Linked DNA regions of Anas platyrhynchos: region 1 is linked to region 2. The links are chromatin contacts, called in public Hi-C maps. All regions are on one chromosome and are shown on one strand. Each heading gives the region's core, a stretch centred on a gene start, on an enhancer-like site or on the middle of the called end of the contact. The rest is flanking DNA. Distances are from core to core; before and after follow the strand shown.

The links. A called contact is a pair of places that touch in the nucleus more often than the background predicts.
Region 1: a Hi-C map of subcutaneous adipose tissue shows a contact between it and region 2, with 2.0 times the contacts expected there. The contact joins the promoter of PTX3 here to the promoter of SSR3 in region 2. A contact is called at or near these places in 4 of 8 Hi-C or Micro-C datasets (liver, skeletal muscle and subcutaneous adipose tissue).

What each region holds. Positions count from the first base shown.
Region 1 is chr9:1,639,481-1,642,180 of IASCAAS_PekinDuck_T2T, reverse strand. PTX3 (pentraxin 3) reads right to left here and starts at 1,325. Exons shown (of 3, transcript XM_005027559.6): 1 at 1,178-1,325; 2 at 254-784. The coding sequence starts at 1,325. The region is part of intron 5 of VEPH1 (ventricular zone expressed PH domain containing 1); the gene reads left to right.
Region 2 is chr9:1,451,873-1,454,572 of IASCAAS_PekinDuck_T2T, reverse strand. SSR3 (signal sequence receptor subunit 3) reads left to right here and starts at 1,399. Exons shown (of 5, transcript XM_027464506.3): 1 at 1,399-1,622; 2 at 1,805-1,931; 3 at 2,648-2,700. The coding sequence starts at 1,484. TIPARP (TCDD inducible poly(ADP-ribose) polymerase) reads right to left here and starts at 1,451. Exons shown (of 7, transcript XM_027464498.3): 1 at 1,316-1,451; 2 at 1,045-1,212.

The sequences.
Region 1 (2,700 bases), core at 76-2,575, 190 kb before region 2:
CTGGGTGGCTGCTTTGCCCTGTGCAAGGACTTTGATTAAACCCTGCTTTGATCCCTCCTTTGAAAAGCTCAACGCCTCTTTTTTTCAAGAGCCCTTACTGGGTTTCCTCCCTCTATCTGCAGACTGCCCAGAGCTTCTGGGCTACCCATAAGATTGCTTTGGGGTCCTGTGTGGAGGTCAGTGTTTATAGCATGTCCGCGTTGACAGCCCAACCAAAGAGCTCGCCAGGAAAGAATAACGTGTGTGGACTTACCCGCTGGCAGCAAGTGCCGAGCTGCCCATTTCTGCGATGCCTTCAGTTCGGCTCTCATCTGCTGTAGCTCTTTCCACAGAGAGGTCAAAATGAGGTTGTCTTCTCTGGTGGGACTGAGTTTGTCCTGCTGAAAAGCTGTTTCTTGCGCCTCCGCCTCAGACCTTCTCAGGCAAGCGCTCTCCAGGCGGCTGAGCCTGTTGGACACGTTGTGGCTCAGGAGCAGAACGTGCTCAAGGACCTTTCCTTGCTGGGACTCGTGAAGCCCCTTGGCTTCTTCACCGTGGTCACTGCTCCTCACAAGCGCCTGCTCTACCTGGGAGATGACGTGGGACGTGACTTTCTCGACCGCAGCGCTGAAGGTGCCAGCGAGGCTGGCAGCGAGCTGGCTCAGCTCTGCTCTGAGCGTCTGCAGGTCCACCTTCAGGATGTCGTCCATGGTCTGCAGCATCATGTTCTCCTTCATCTGCGAGTTCTCGAGCATGATGAAGAGCTTGTCCCACTCGGTGTGCTCTCGCTGGCAGTCACACGAAGCTGGAATGCAAGATGCAGATGCACTTAGGGTTTTAAACAGAAGGGGTATTTAACAAAACCTGGCTCTGTACGGGGCTTTATGAGCTCCAGTCTGCCAGTTCATTTCCTTCTGGATCAAAATGGGAAGGTAAAGCAGTGTGTATCAGAGCAGTTCTGAAACTGTCAACCCCACTCTTCTGCAGGAAAACGGGAACAATAGTGTGAAGCAAACTTCCAAGGCACGCTAACCAAGCACTGTAGCGCTTGCTGTTCGCAATAATCTACTGGTATGAGCACACGCTTCTTCCTCTTACAATGAATAAATTTTTGTAACAATTGGTACAAGAGCAAGCAACAAAGAATGCAATACTGCACTTAAGAGAAATTTAGTTTAAATCTACTTAATCTACTTACTTTCCTCAGTCCCAAGAACCGGACCTTCGATTTCGTTATCCAGATTCACATACATGAGATCATAGTCGTCATCTTCATCCAGGACAGAGACAGAAGCCCTGAAAACACAGAACAGCGTGAGCAGAGAAAGCACTCCTTGAGGCAGCATTCTCCAGCTGCTTCCTGAAAATAGCTGAGCTGTCTGGAGCTAAAGTCCAAGTCAGACTTCAGCGGAGACGAGACTGCGAGTGAGCCGCGGCGAGCCCCTAATAAATGCTCCGAGTGTCTCAGCCTGAATGAATGAGCGATGCTAGTGCCAGTGTTGTAATAAGAGCACTTCTGGTTGTTGGTTTTGGCGGCGAGGCGAAGGGGGCGTGCAGCTTGCTCAATCTCAGCCTTCCAGGTTTGCGCTGGGGGGAGAAGGGCTGCCTCATGGAGGGGAAGGAACGGGGAAAGCTGCTCTTGCGAGCTGCCGCTTCCCCTCCGAGAGCAGGCTGCCGGAACGTGCAGCGAAGCGAGGCTGAGAGCGGGGGATGAAATCACTCAGATTGCTGCCTAAAAGCCCAGGCTGCATCGCTCGTGCCATTGTGTGTCCTTTGTGGGAAGGAAAATGTTCTCTGCAAACTCATTTGGCGGCTGGTGTGTGCCAGGGCTCTGGAGGGGACTGGTCGAGAAATAAATAGGTCTGCAACTGGTTTAGATGCACACGTACGGTTTCACCTAGATCTTGTAGCACTTTTTTAAAATATTTTTTTATTTAAAAGCTTCTATTATACTGGTAGTTTGCTGCCTTAAACAACAAAGGAGAACTTGTGAAAAAAAACTAAAGGCAGCTTGCTGGGGTTTTGCTTTTCTAGTCCTAATTACCAGTAACAGCTTTGTAACTGGTGATCAGGCATTGCTGCTAGGATCTTGTTTCAGGAGCCCGTAGGTTAGCAGCTGCAGGATGAGAGCTGTTGCTCTTCACTTGGAAACAACAAAACAAGGGGCTCGTGGGTTAGATGTTAATCCAGTGACAAGCGGTGGTGGTGGTGGTGGTGACTCACTTAAGCTCTGGAAAGTTTATCAGCTTAACAGGCCCTTGATTATTTCAGAATTGAGAGTAAGGGTAGCATACTGATGGCAGAAGTTACAAATATTTAGGAAACTGGGGGGAAAAACCCCAGATAACCACACTCAGCGTGCAGTCTGTTCCCTTTCTGCTTGGGACCCCCAGGCCCAGCCCCTCAGCGCTGCACACAGCGGTGGCAGGGAGGGCTCCACTCTCCCCTGCACAGCTTCCTCGCCCTGCTCCATCACCGGGGCTTCTGTTCAGGGGCAGGAGACACAGGGAGGTAGCACGGAGCTGTGCATGGCCTCAGCACACGTCTGGTACCGGCACTGCTGAGCATGATGCCGAGCTCCCCATGCTGCTGGCTGTGTTTTGCTGCTTTTCCTCTGCAGCACACGTCTGGCTGTTCCGCAGTGTGACAGTAGCTCTGTCCTGCAAAGGTTTGGCAAAGGAGAGGTGAACACTTGCAGAGTTCTCTGCCCAGCTTGGGACA
Region 2 (2,700 bases), core at 150-2,649:
GACTGAACACGAGGTGACAGTTTGGTTGTATGCAATGTTCTGCTTAAATTCCTGCTGCCTGGTACCAAGACTTTTTTTTAAAAATCACAGCACTCATTTGTTTTTTCCAAATAGAACTTTTCATCATTCTTCTGCCCAAAACAAAGTCACATTTCATCCTAACGGAGAGCCAGATGGGCACCAGGCAGGCTGTGCTCCGACACGCTACCGTGCTGCTCGTGTAAACCCAACCCCAGAACAAAAACTGAATTACATTCCACCACAACACACGTTTACCCAGATGAGCGGAGAAAGAAATCTGCAAAAATACAACAACCTGGAATCTTAAAACAATCTTACATGTAATCTGTCCCTTGACAACTCTAACAACACACTTTAATAAGGAAATTCCTATAATATTGATCAAATGGTGATGTTATTATACATTTAGTTTTAAATTGTTTTACAAACAAGACTGATCTCCAGCTCCAGAGACACAGGGCACACAGAGCAGAGGCATTAGGAGGAAGCTTTTCAACAGCCTCCACCTGTTTCGCATAACGGGCTCTCATCACAGAGAACCTGCAGCAGAAGTCAGGCATGCTGGAAGTCCCCTGCAATACAGACGCGCATGCTTAGAAGGTTAAAGATGTTGAAACAACTGTCTGCTAAAATACCTCTGATGATCTCAATTTCCACAGAGAAAAGTATTTAACTAAACCAGTCTGAATTAGTTTTCTGTTACTTTTAAACAACTTTATATTTGAAAACGGAGAAAACAGCCATGGAAATGTTTAGAAATTAAGAAAGCACAGCTCAAACAATTTGATCCAGCTAGGTGTGAGAACCACCACCAATTGCTCAAGAGCTGCAGTGAAGAACAACACCAAAGGACAGCAGCCAAGGCTCCATGGACCACCACCCGCTGAGGCCCCCTGGCCACACGTTCCCAGCAGCCGGTGACCCGAGGGTGCCCGTGCGTGGCTGCTGCCACCTGAGTGATGGAGACAAGGGGTGGCTGAGGGCAGTGCCAGCCCCTTTGTGGGGACACAGCTCGGTACTCACCGCGTTGTGCTGGCTCTCGGTGCTGTGCTCCTCCTCTCCGTGCTCCCTGCGTTCCTCCCCGCCTCACCTCACGCCGTCAGCCCGCAGCGCCGCGCGGGGGCCCCGCTGCCGGCCCCGTGCCAGGCCGTGGGGGCCGCTCCCAGCGCCGGGCATCCCGGAGGCCGCTCCCTGCGGGTACCACAAGGAACACAGCGTCACTGCCGCTCCCGGTAACGCCCCACACGTACACATTTTATGTCTCTTTTTAACGCCACCGGGCCTGGTTACGCACCCCCATGGCGCCGCCCTCCTCCTGCTGCTGCCACAGCCTCCGGTGAGCGGCCCCGGTTCCGCTTCCGGTCCCGCTCCCGGTTCCGGTTCCGGTTCCGGTCCCTGTCAGCTGCCGCCGGAAGTGCGGTGAGGAGGCGGCGGAAGCGGCTGGGAGCGGCGGGCAGCGGCCATGGCGCCCAGGGGCGGCCCCGGCGGGCGGCAGCAGTCGGAGGAGGACCTCCTGCTGCAGGACTTCAGCCGCAACCTCTCCGCCAAGTCCTCCGCGCTCTTCTTCGGCAACGCCTTCATCGTCTCCGCCATCCCCATCTGTGAGCGCCGCCACCGGCACCGGGCCTGGGCCGAGCTGGGCCCTGAGGGGGGCTGAGGGGGCTGGGGGGGGGCTGAGGGGGGCTGTGAGGGGCTGGGGGGGGGCTGAGGGGGGTGCCCGGGGCTCCACCCGGGTCGCGGGGCGCTGACGGTGGGGGTTTATTCGTGCTGCTCGCTCCCGCAGGGCTGTACTGGAGGATATGGCACATGGACCTGGTGCAGTCGGCCGTGCTGTACGGCGTCATGACCCTCATCAGCACCTACCTCGTGGCCTTCGCGTACAAGAACGTCAAGTTCGTGCTCAAGCACAAGTGAGTGCTCTTATCCAGTAATTCCTCACAGAATGCATTAATGTTATTTTATATGAGTAAGGACAGGTGAAACATTGCTCCGATGAGCTACTTTACATGGAGTTGTAAAGGTATCTGACACGTTGTCTTGCTTTTTGCTGCCTTCAGAGTTCATTGCGCTCCTTGCTGAATTACATTAGCTCATGGCACGATAAATCTTAAGCTCTGTCAGTGCAATATGGAAAAGTTACCACTGCAATGTTTAACTGCGACCTTCGCTTCTTGGCTGCTTTGCCATTGAAAGTCCTCAATAGGAGTTTAATGTGTGGCACCAAAATGTCACTCGCACGCTCTGCCTAAAGCTGGTGCCTGTTACCACGATGCTGTGAGCTTCGGCACGGGGGAGCAAGACACGTTGATCGTGTACTTGTCAGGCTTCCTTGGTACCAGTAAATCCCAGTTGGTTTCTCTTAGCTCTCTTGTAATTAGGGAATAGCCTGGGCTTGTCAGCCAGCAGCACAATGAAATAGAACTGCCTTCGATCCCAGTGGGTATTGCCACAAACTCCATTTGACAAGTACTGCTCCTAATTTAATTAGTGCTAATTGTTCCTTAAGCCTGGCAGAGCTGTTCAGTATCGTGGCTGGCTTTTATTCTTCCCTGTAAAACACCACTTCCTCTAGGCACATTTTTTTTTTTTCATTTTGCAACTTTAACAAGAATGATGTTTCTTACAGGGTAGCACAGAAAAGAGAAGACGCTGTTTCCAAAGAAGTTACTCGTAAGCTTT